2 separate regions of the Mus musculus genome follow, and region 2 is linked to region 1. A link is a contact called in public HiChIP or PLAC-seq data. All regions are on one chromosome and are shown on one strand. The core of a region is the stretch at or near the end of the contact, and the rest is flanking DNA. Distances in the headings are between cores, read along the strand shown.

Region 1 (5,611 bases), core at 1,830-4,329:
TGGAATACGAATAAGGCTTTCCTTTGGCGTGCCTCAAATAGAAAAGCTCTTTGACTCACAACCTTTGAGTCTGAGTCATTCGTTAGTCTTTTCTTTGTCCTGGAAGGCAATTTAAGCATCAAGACACAAACAGGCTTTTTGATTTGCAGCTTTCTCTTCTCAGCAACCTCTAAACTCAACCCCAGGGACAGTAAAGGTTTTTTTTTGTTTGTTTGTTTGTTTGTTTTTTAAGGCATTGATTTCAAAGAAAGACAACTTTATATAAGCAGGGTTAGGGGAGTTGAGGGCTTGGGAGAGTCACTAGAAATCACTGTCCTTTCTTGCCTTGAAGCCCTCTCTGCTTTAGGACACACTGCCTGCCAACTGACCCTACAAAACTTATTACCATCTTCTTTTCTCTTCTTCCTCCCAAGTTAAAATGCTGACTTACCGGCAGCCGTAGGGGAGTTCTGAAATGAAACCTAACAGAAGTTCTGACCCTTCATTACCACCAAACACACAGAAGATAGATCTCTTTGAGTTATATTTTTAAAGACATAATGTGTCCACATCTAGATCACCTTCTGCATCTGTCCTAAATCGCTTTGATATTTTAAAGGCTTTCTGAAAGGTTATAGCTACACTTGATAGCAATTCTGGCTTACCTCAGCAACCACATTCCCTGATCTGTCTAACGATGTCCTCTTTTCCAAACTCAGCCTCACGGATCTTGAACTGTAATTCCGCAGCTGGATGCAGAGGAAACGCTCCTGTGTAATTCTAACACTTGCACCTCAAATCGTTCATAGTTGCAGCAGAAGGTCCTTCATTGCCTCTGTGTCCCTAATCCTAAACCCCCTCTCTTTACTCCCCCACCCCCATAATTGCAAATCCTCAGGGTATCAGATCAAGAGCATAATTAATCTCCATCATTTACACGTTGGGCCCAATTTTACTGAAGGGTAATTTACATAGTACAGACTTCTGGATGAGTCTATGGGCGCATTCTTTCATCTGCTCAAAGAATGCAGCATTACATTGTGGAGTTTAAGATTATTTGTACCAAAATCTATTCCTGCAATTGAGCATTGTCGGTTTGCTATACGGTTCAGAAGGAACCAGATAGTAACCGACCACAGGAAAAAAAAAATAGAGATAGCAATGAGCAACTCATTTTGAAAGGGCTGTAAAAAAGGGCAGTATCAAGAATGGAGAAAGTAAATGAGAGAAGGGGACAGTGTAAAGTACACATTAATTGTGCAAGAGATTGTTTGCAGACGATCCGGGGAAATTACACTAAAACCAATTCTCGGGTTAACTGGAGCTTTTGGTTGTGGGAGAGGTGGAAATACTTCCACTGTTAAGGCACTCATCCCATTTATCTTTATCCCTCTTTATCTTTAGCACATGCTAGCTGCCAATGAGTATTTGTGCAATAAATGAAACACCTGCCAAATTATCCGATGTTTTCAAACAAACTCTAAAATTCTGTGATAACTACTTCTGTGCATGCAGGCCCCATCTATTGCAAGCCGCGTGGGAGAGAAAAGGTTTGACTTCAAGCGAAGCTTGGGGTTTCCATTTGCCATAGTTCATTTGGTTGCATAGTGGAAAAGTGGGACGAGAAACAATAGAGGATCACCCTCCAGGCGTGACTTCTACATTATTGTGTGACAGACTTCTGCCCAACTTCTCCTGTCTCCATCTGCCAACCTGAGGTCACCTAAGAGTTAGCTTGGGGCAATTCTGTGGTTTTAACAGGGATACCTCCCCGGGAACCACATCTCTCTTCCTTTCTCACCTACACCTGCCATAAGGCTGCCTCTTTTTTTCCCTGCAGAGATGCAGAGGTCAAAGCACGTTCCTGTGCGGTGATGAAAAGCTCAGGATCAGCCTCTTGGCCAGCAGCACATCCTCCAGGATCCAGGGAGTGCCTCTAGGATTCCTCTGGGCGCGCTCTTATAACTCCACGTCTGCTTCTCTTGCTCCTGGCACTTAAGAAGCATCTCCTGGTAGCCGCGATCCTCTGTGACCTGGGGCACCAGCAGAGCCTACAGGAAAGAGGGTCAAAGGCGAGATGAAGAGTAAGGGGGCGTGAGGGCTCGCAGGCTTCAGCTGCAGCAGCTGCAGCAACGAGCAGAGGAGTGGAGGGTGCAAAGCAGGGCTGGAGCCGGGTCCAGGAGGGAGGGAAGAGGGGGGCGGGAGGCTGTGCCTGGCGAGCCGGAGGGGTGCTCCACGCTCCCCCTCCCTCCTTCCGGGAGCGAGGGTGCAGACTCTAGAACTGGTGCTGCTGGGCTGAGGCGGAGGCAGGGGAATTGCAACGCACGCCGCTCGCTCGGCGAGTGTGTCTCCTGCGCGCCGAGAGGCGGGGGGAGGCGGAGGACCGGGAGGAGGAGGAGGAGGGGGAGAATGCCCGGAGCCGCCGCCGCCGCCGCCGCGATGCTCCCGGCTCAGGAGGCTGCCAAGCTGTACCACACCAACTATGTGCGGAACTCGCGGGCCATCGGCGTGCTGTGGGCCATCTTCACCATCTGCTTTGCCATCGTCAATGTGGTGTGCTTCATCCAGCCCTACTGGATCGGCGACGGCGTGGACACCCCGCAAGCCGGCTATTTCGGGCTCTTCCACTACTGCATCGGCAACGGCTTCTCCCGGGAGCTGACCTGCAGGGGTAGCTTCACGGACTTCTCCACGCTGCCCTCGGGCGCCTTCAAAGCCGCCTCCTTCTTCATCGGCCTCTCCATGATGCTCATCATCGCCTGCATCGTTTGCTTTACCCTCTTCTTCTTCTGCAACACAGCCACCGTGTACAAGATCTGTGCTTGGATGCAGCTCACCTCCGGTGAGTGCGCGCTCACCTCCACGGAGGCAGGGGACCCCTGGGTGTCCGAGCTCCAGAGAGGCTGGAGTGGGAGGGACCGCTTCCTGAGCTCTGCCAGTCCGGGACAACTTAATCCTCTCTCAGGTTGAAGGCGTGGAAGGAGGAACCCCCAGGTTCCTCAACCTTGGCACTGGCGCCAGGTCCCCAGGCGTTTCCGAACCTCTTGGATGCTAGGGACGCCACCCATAGGGACGCCTTGGAGGCTGAGCAGTTGTTGGGCAGAGTCCGCTCAGAACTAATGATGGGGTAGTGGGGCGGAGAAGTGGCCACTTAGAGGCTGGGCTCCGTGTGTGTGTGTGTGTGTGTGTGTGTGTGTGTGTGTGTGTGTGTGTTTATGTGCGTGAGCTGGGGACTAGGGGAGTCTGGTACAAGCGGGTGAAAAGAGGATTTAGAGCAAGCCAACCTGTTCTGCCCTTCCCTGGATTATTTCCGCCTTTGCTTCAGGGTGTGTGAGTGTTGGGAGGAAGGGGGGGGGGCGTGTAAATTTGTCTTTGGCAACCATAAATATTTTATCATCCATCTGGTGATGAGTAAATCCTAATTTTGTTTAGGCACCCCTCCCTCCCCCGGTTTTCTTAAAAAGAAAAAAAAAAATGTAGCGTAGAGTGTTCCTTAGCAGTTCCTCGATGCCACACCTCCAGCGTCTCCTTGTCAGCCAAGGTCCTTCCATTTCATCTCTAAACAGGCAGAGACGTCTTGGGAGAATGGGGATTTCTCAAGACCTCATTTTGGGGAAGGGGTGTTAGGAAAGCAGGCGAGGAGAAAACTGGCTTCACTAGCACCAGTGATCTTCCCTCTGTTCAGTGTACTGTTGCCAGCTGAGGCTATGATAGGACTCCCTTCCCCACATCCGCCAGCATCAAAGTTACTTTCAATTAAGAAAGAATGTGGAGTGCCTTCTCTGGTGGCTTTGAAGAGTCCGGAAACAACACCCGTGCTTACTGCACTTCTGTTCTGTCTCCTCTCCTGCCTTCCAGTCTAAAGTCAAGGGTCCTTGTTTTTCGACACATTGATGAAGCCCTTTGGAATGGAGGGATCTTGAATGTCTCCAGCAGTTAAACATCTTTATTTATGACTTATTATTATCATCAGTATTTAAGTATCTTAGACTTAAGGGAATGTTTATTCTATAATGTTTTGAAGGCTTCTGGGAGAAGAGAGATTTCATTACTGAGCTTATCAGAATGTGTAAGATGAGGAAATGCTGAAAGATGTTGGGACAAGCTAAAGTTCCTGTTATTCTGGGATGCCGGGTCCCTTTGTGCAGCAGAGGCTGGCCTCAAACTCCTGGTGCACTCACCTCAGCCTTCTAGTGCTGGGATCTCAGGCTCTGTATCTGTATCAGGAAAGGTTCTTGTTCTTGTTAGTTTCATCGAAGAAGTGAAGCTTAGCATGGACTGAAGTGCTTGTTTGAGGTTTGTCTTGCTGCATTGCATTTGCATTTACTGTGAAAGTTTGTGTGTGAGACGCAGGGACGAGCATCCTGTCATCCTGCTGCACAGAAAGAGCTTATTTCCTGTGGTCACTCTGCCCTCCCCAGCTCGAATTTATCCCCTGCTCTGTGCCTTTTTACTCTCATTAATTTTGTTGACATTTCAGAAGCAGAATAACTGAGATGTTCGGTAGACTTCTTCATTGCGCTTCTTCATGGTACTTTCCTCTGATTTGACTTTGAAGAGAATAGGACAGGCAGGCTGCATATGTTTCAGGGAAACACTTGACCCTACACTGCTAATTTTAATTCTTCTCAGTTAAATGACCTATTTAGACTGGTGATTCGAGTTAGATTATTTCTCAAAGGTCTGAGAGTTGTTTGTGAATATTTCTCCAAAAGCACATAGTTGATTCTTTTATTTTAATGAAGATTTATATTCTAAAAATGTATTTTTTAAATAAAAATAAAGAAAACTACCTTTGGGGGAAATGATCACTTTTGAAGTAGCATAAACTTCAGATCTTACAGTGTGGCCTCTTGCTTTTCCTACAGTAGAGAACACAGAACACGATAAACTCTGGAGCAGGAACACATGCTGTCATGTACTCAGACACGAATTAAATGTTCCATTTACATTTCCATACCATTAAAATGCCCTGATAGTCTTTGTACTGCAGTGCGTATGAAGGGATTTTCTTCATCCAGAGATTTGAATAGCCTTAAATATTATGCCTTTAAAAGCCTTTGGAATTTGTTACTTTACCTCTGGTTTCAGTTATTAATCAACTATCTTAATAAAATAATCAATTATGATGAGCTGTCAATTAAGAATTATGTGAATTGTATTTATAAATTTTAAAGGAATGAGATGAGACCTAGGAGATATTTGTGAGGAATGATGCATTCAACATGGTTTTAGTTTTAGGGTTTTGTTTTGTGTTTTACTTTTGGGGATGTGAGAAATGTGGCATGGTACATAATGTACTAAATGCTCTCTGAGGCTGCAGAGCTTTGGGTGTCTCCTTTGTAGCGCTCTTTAATGTTGCATAAGCTCTCCATGTTTATAGTTTAACTACCCAGAATAACCTTTAGGGAAAATTTCTAAATATGAGAGGTGAGACTTAATGTAGCATTTGATTATTGGATATTCTTTAACCTTAATTTGAAGCTAACTAACTAGCTTGTATGTGTGGCTATCTAATCACTTTAATGTGATAGCATCAGAAGTCAGGTAGAGTGTCAAATTCTACACGAAGTGATACATTAAGATGACGAATGTAGACTATTTTGTAGTAGTATGAAACCTTGAACATTTT
Region 2 (6,160 bases), core at 2,833-5,332, 450 kb after region 1:
CTGAATGACATCTGCCCAAGATCTTCTGACTTTTAGAGTGTCTGTTGAGAAGTCTGGTGTAATTCTGGTAGGTCTACCTTTATATGTTACTTGATCTTTTTTCCTTACTGCTTTTAATATTTTTCTTTGTTTTGTACATTTGGTGTTTTGACTATTATGTGACAGGAGGAATTTCTTTCCTAGTCCAATCTATTTAGAGTTATATAGGCTTCTTGTATGTTTATTGGTATCTCTTTCTTTAGGTTAGGGAAGTTTTCTTTTATAATTTTGTTAAAGATATTTAGGGCTCTTTAAGTTGGGAATCATCACTCCCTTCTTTACCTATTATCCTTAGGTTTGGTCTTCTTATTGTGTCCTGGATTTCCTAGATGTTTTGGGTTAGGAGCTTTTTGCATTTTGCATTTTCTTTGACTGTTGTTTAAATGTTTTCTATGGTATCTTGTGCACCTGAGATTCTCTCTTCTGTCTCTTGTATTCTATTGGTGATGCTTGCATCTATGACTCCTAATCTCTTTCCTAGGTTTTCTATCTCCAGGGTTGTCTCCTTTTGTGATTTCTTTATTGTTTCTATTTCAATATTTTAACTCCTGGATGGTTTTGTTTAATTCCTTCACCTGTTTGGTTGTGTTTTCCTACAATTCTTTAAGGGATTTTTGTGTATCCTCTTTAAGGGCTTCTAGCTGTTTACCTGTGCTCTCCTAAATTTCTTTAAGGGAGTTATTTATGTACTTCTTAAAGTCCTCTATTATCATCATAAGATGTGATTTTTAAATCAGAGTCTTGCTTTTCTGTGTGTTGGGGTATCCAGGGCTTGCTGTGGTGGGAGAACTGGGTTCTGATGATGCCAAGTAGCCTTGGTTTCTGTTGTCTATGTTCTTGCCTTTGCCTTTTGCCATCTGGTTATCTCCGGCGTTATCTGGTCTACTGTCTCTGACTGTGGCTTGTCCCTCTTGCAAGCCTATGTGTCAGTACTCCTGGAAAACCAATTTTCTCCTGTAGGAATTTGGGTATGCAGAGCTCTGGCACAGAGTCAGCTCCACGGTGCAGGCAGAAACCAGAAGGATCCTGTCCCTAGCTGCTCCTTGGTTCCTCTGTCTTGATTGTTCTGCGTGTCAGTCTTGGTCCAGGTATTTGAGCAGAAGTGGTGGTCTTATATGTGCTCACAGGTTTGTGTTGGCACTTCTAGGAAACCAGCTCTCTCCCAGTGGTATTTGGATATGGAGCACTGTGGCACAGATCAGCTCCCAGTACAGATAGAAACCTGAAGGATCCTGTCTCAGGGTGCTCCTTGGTTCCTGTGCTCTGAGGGCTCTGGACTGATTCCTCTGAGCTGAAGTGGTAGTCTTACCTATGCTCACAGGTGAGTCCACACTCCTGGGAGGCCAGGTCTCTCCTGGCAGTATTTGGGTATGAAGCACTGTGGCACAGGATCCATGACTATATCTCTTAGAAATCAAACAGATGCTACAAGATAGACAGCTAAACAAGCCCCTAACAGTGACAAGGACAAGTAGTAGACACAATAATATGGAGGATGGGACTCTCACAAGCCCCACCCCTCAACAAAGACCTACAGATGAGTAAAGACTGCTGAGAGAGGGAGGGTTAGCCTTCCCCACAGATGAACCCCTAATTGGTTATCCAACACCAAGCGATCAGTCCTGAAATCAGATACATATGAGAAATACTAAACAGATTCAACAGGTTACATATGCATACTTATACATAACACACAAATATATGTAAGTAATCGAAAAAAAGAGACCACAGATCTGAGAGGGAGTTAAGGGAGGAAAATGTGGGAGCAGCTAGAGGAAATAACACCAGAGAAGTTGAAAGGAGAAAGGGCAATGAGGAAATGATGTAATTATATTTTAATTAAAATTTAAAAAAAAACTTGGGAAAGAATAAAATATGGATCTTTCAACCTAGGGCAACTAAATAATTTATTCCTTATTTAACAATATCCTTTTTCTTAAACATCACATCCTAGACAGGTAGAAGACACACCATGCTTTGAAAGTCTTAGCATGTGGTAAAATTCTGAGCAAAGTGTGAAAGTGCTTTCTACCTTCCACGTAAGGGATCAGATAAGCTAAGGTTGCAGTAGGTACTGCACAGCCATCTGTATTCTGCCCCTGAGAGTCTGCTACTAGATGCAGAGAAGTTTTCCAAAGGCAGGTCCCAAGACCATGACCAGGGACTGCTGTGTTTACTGATTCATCCTGGTTCTTGAGATGCATTGCCAGCATCTTTGGAATAGCAAACTTTTCATTTTTGAATTATTGATATTTACTTTTCCTACAAGTAATCTTTTGTCCTATATCAAATGAAAGTCATAATGTATATATCAAATGAGTAGCTTAAAGATCTATTCTGACAGGCAAGAGAAGTCTAACCCAACAGCATAGACAATCTTGTTGTCTGAGGTTAGGTCCCCATATTGAATGTCAGCCATTTGTGGGGCTGGTAAATCTTTTCTGAACAATAGCAATGAATGTGCTGTGCAGAGAGTTGGGTGCTGGGATATAATGAGCAAGTGTACACAGCTCCACTAATGAGCAGACAGTCTATACAAATTCAATTCAAGTGAATGGCAATAGTGCTCCATTAGTAAAGAAGCAGGCCATACCTGGACACAGCGTTTCCTGAGGAACCCAGGATAAGGATACAATGAGGAGTGTCAAGAGAATCAACAGAGAGAATCGATGATAGGCCTTATGGGCCAGGACTGCATTCAAGGTCAACAAGATGTCATTGCAAGGATTTTAATTAAGGTGGTAGGGTCTCACTGAGGCTTGGAAAAATGGAAACCAAGTTACAAAGAACAGGGTTAGATGTAAAGGCACTGGAAGGGAGGCCACACTGAGTACCACAGGAAGGAGAAGATGGTGTATAGAGAAATAGGTAGCAAGGACACAGAGAGAAGAGCTTGGTTTAAGAGAAGGCTCTGAGGTAGACTCTACAGGCTTGATGGGAGAGGCTAATTCATCTCCTGAAGTCTGAGCCACTGGAAAGATGATTCGCTGGTGATTGGGGGAAAATAGTATCCACAGAGCAGTGAGTTTGGTGAAGCAGAAGAAGGCTACATGGGGAAAGGCATGAGTTTCTTTTGTGTAGGATAACTCCATCATTTTGTCCAAATGGGCAAACATTTGGAAATAAGATATACTATTAGTGCTGCAGCAACAACATAAATTAAACCCATCCCTAGCCAAAAAAAAAAAAAAAAAGAAAGAAAGAAAAGAAAAAGAAAAAAAAAGAAAGGTCATTCCAGCCTCCACAGAAAGTCAGGATAACCAAATGAAGATGCCAAGCAGACAGTAGATATATGACTTTCCACTTAAGGAGAAATCGCTGAAGTATTTTTCATCAGGAAACCATTTAAGGAAATTGTTTCCAATTGCTTTGTGATGTGTAATTAAGGTGTGTTTATGAATGTTGTCATATAGATGCCAAGGAGAACTGGCAGCTGAAGATCATTGCTCAGTCTTTCCCTTATAGCACATTTTATGTTCAGAAGTCCAACAATACCCTGGGTGTGCCAAAGGCAACTTTCTTTATTTTGAAGCTAGAGTCTGTATAAAATCTGGTGGAAGGCACCCTGCATCCTACTAATGGAGGCCTGCCAGAAAAGCAAAGGCTGGTACGCACACATCCACTCTCCATCCTTAAAAGAAAGAAAAATAGTTAAAAAAAAAAAAAAACAACAGTATACTGACTCTACATTGGTGGCATCATTTGCTGGGTAGATGACAGCATGTTTTACTGTGGCTGTTACAGTCATTAGCAATTATCATTACTATTATGACAGATGCCACGCTGGTGCCAAGCATCCGTCTTTGCCAGCACTAGCATAAATGAGTGCATACATTAACGTTCTTCCCACTTTTAGTTCACAATCATCTTGGAAGCTTAAACCTGAAATAAAATGAAGGTTAACTTAATGCTGACACCTCCTGGCTGATAATATCAGCGTAAGAGAAAGCAACACATTCAGCAGCTGAGGGATCTTACAGTGAGTCTGCAAGTTAATGTTCCACCAATAAGAATTTGTTACCCTGAGTTCGATAATACAAAGAATTGCTTGTAAAGAGGACAAAGTGGGCATTCAGGAGCACCCATTGCATCCCCTGAGGCTTCTCTCCAGGAGTCACCGTGATGCTCCTGCCTGTTGTAGCCGCTGTCTTATTTGGAGAGAGATCAACAACACTTCTCAGTAGCTGATGTTCAGTGTGATCTAGGACGCTTACATCTGAGCTTCAGTTCATTTTATTGGTACGAACATCACTAACAGTCAGTCAGCAGCTGCTGGGAAGGTTGTTATCTCAAAAGGAGAGAGAAACAGTCACAATGACCCAGTACTGTACAGCAGGGGGGATAAAGGAACCATAGATATCTGCATTAGCTTGGGTGTACTGCTTAGTGAAAGAAGGAAAATGCAAAGAATACATACAGAAGAAAATGGCCTTGGTGTGGTTTGGGGATGTGAATGTGGCTGGCCACCCCACAAAGAAATCCAGGTAGGAGACTGTCACTCAGAATAATGGTCACTCCAGAAGAGAGAGATGACCTGGGACTAGTATGGGACTAGGAGTGTCCTAACACTTGACATGGCCAGGGGCTAGACATATGTTCATTCCATCACTACTTGTTAGACTGTGTACTTGTGTTCCACATCTGGAAGGGTTTCTTTCTCTCTCTCTCTCTCTCTCTCTCTCTCTCTCTCTCTCTCTCTCTCTCTCTCTCTCTCTCTCTCTCCCTCTCTCTCTCTCAGAAAGATAAGAAGACCACATGACTAGGGATGGGGATAACTAAATGTATACATTTTAATGTTCTAATTACAGTGCTTTGTTCAAAGACTCCAGTTGGGACCCTTTCTCCTCCTTTCCAATAATCCTTTCTACCCTGTTCCATGCCCTGGGGTCTCTCTTGGGACTGGTTTCTGGTGCATAGCAAGATCATTTCTTCACAAATTGCAGGCCTGGCTTGTTGGAGAGTATGGTAATGTAGACACCACCTCATGCTAGTACTGCAGGTAGGTGGGTCCATCGTTGGAACTGTCAGGGTACCTCCTATCCCACTCTCCAAAGAATGAGGGATCCATGTCTGGAACTGTCTTGATAATTCAGGATGCAGAGGCCAAACCCCTTCTTCCCATACCTGAGCACATTCCATGCAGGACAGCCCAACAGGAATTAGTCCCACATTGTCCTATTATCTTTTCTAGGAGATGTACAAGTCTTCATCTTGTATTTGGAGTATAAGACAGAGTCTCTGTCCAAAAGGACAGCTTGAAGAACTGCATCTTACAGAAAATATTTATTCTTAAACCTCTTGACAGGTACTTTTAAGAGAAATATGTTAGCCAATAGAGTCTAAGACATTCCCCCAAATCAACCCACCAAGGCAACAAGAATCATCAGGTTGGGTGATAAGTGTGCCTAAAAAAGAAAAAATAAAAAACTCACACATATTCTAAACCTGATTTCTTTACCTTCATTTCTAAGCCTAGCAGAGTTACATGTTGCTGCCCAGGACTCTGTACTACCTCTAAGGGCTGCTTGAACCACTATGCTGTATGCTGATATTGCTCCATAAAGAGATGCCTTTGCTGAAGATAAGCAGATAGCCCATACAATGCACAAATGCCAACTGTAGTTCAAACCTATTCTATTTCCTTGGATTTTAAATCTTCACCTTTGATCTTAATTTTAGTCCTCTACAGTAACCATAGTAACTTCTTTCAATTGCTCTGGGCTGTTGCATAAAGGAGACATTGGCTTAATCTCTTAAGCTCCATTTGAAATGACACATTGGTCTGGGTGGCAACTTCCATATAAAATGAAAGTCAGAAGCCATTCTCCAGAGCACATGGTAGCTGTCAGACCTACTTGTGACAATGACATAAGGTCTGAGCAGACTTTTCCCAGGTGTGCAAGCATCTCACCTTGCCACAACTCCTCCTCAGTCCACTCTTGACTATTTTAACACCACTGTATTTGTCTAGAAAATATACTTTCCAAGCCTGTCTCACTAACCTGTGTCTTCTGCCTTCCCATCATCCTCTGTGTCAAGCATGATTTCTGATCAAGACCTAACTTTCAAATGACCAGCTTCTACTGTCATCTTGGGGATATAGTTTCTCCTTATGCTTTCT

The links. HiChIP or PLAC-seq counts read pairs in DNA pulled down with a chosen protein or histone mark.
Region 2: an H3K27ac HiChIP or PLAC-seq map of oligodendrocyte precursor cells shows a contact between it and region 1, with 10 times the contacts expected there. The contact joins the enhancer-like site here to the promoter of A930003O13Rik in region 1. A contact is called at or near these places in 16 of 39 promoter capture datasets (the 3T3-L1 cell line, 3T3-L1-derived adipocytes, the C10 cell line and 9 more), 1 of 15 datasets of contacts at CTCF or cohesin (the NIH/3T3 cell line), 4 of 484 Hi-C or Micro-C datasets (cerebellar granule neurons, cerebral cortex, cortical neurons and 1 more), 11 of 115 datasets of contacts at active chromatin or transcription factors (a beta-TC-6 cell line, craniofacial prominence, embryonic basal ganglia and 8 more) and 2 of 9 other capture datasets (adipose tissue and embryonic stem cells).

What each region holds. Positions count from the first base shown.
Region 1 is chr5:22,743,805-22,749,415 of GRCm38.p6, forward strand. It overlaps A930003O13Rik (RIKEN cDNA A930003O13 gene), which reads right to left and starts at 3,080. Exons shown (of 3, transcript NR_027362.1): 1 at 1,781-3,080. Lhfpl3 (lipoma HMGIC fusion partner-like 3) reads left to right here and starts at 2,250. Exons shown (of 3, transcript NM_029990.2): 1 at 2,250-2,821. The coding sequence starts at 2,389.
Region 2 is chr5:23,193,214-23,199,373 of GRCm38.p6, forward strand. The region is part of intron 2 of Lhfpl3 (lipoma HMGIC fusion partner-like 3); the gene reads left to right. Among named protein-coding and RNA genes, the nearest start is that of Gm17434, 120 kb to the right of the region's middle. Within about 2 kb of position 4,083, at least 14 of the 459 cell types and tissues checked have an H3K27ac peak or open chromatin away from gene starts, as enhancers often do. A contact at or near this core is called in embryonic basal ganglia, neural stem cells and oligodendrocyte precursor cells, where this site is marked.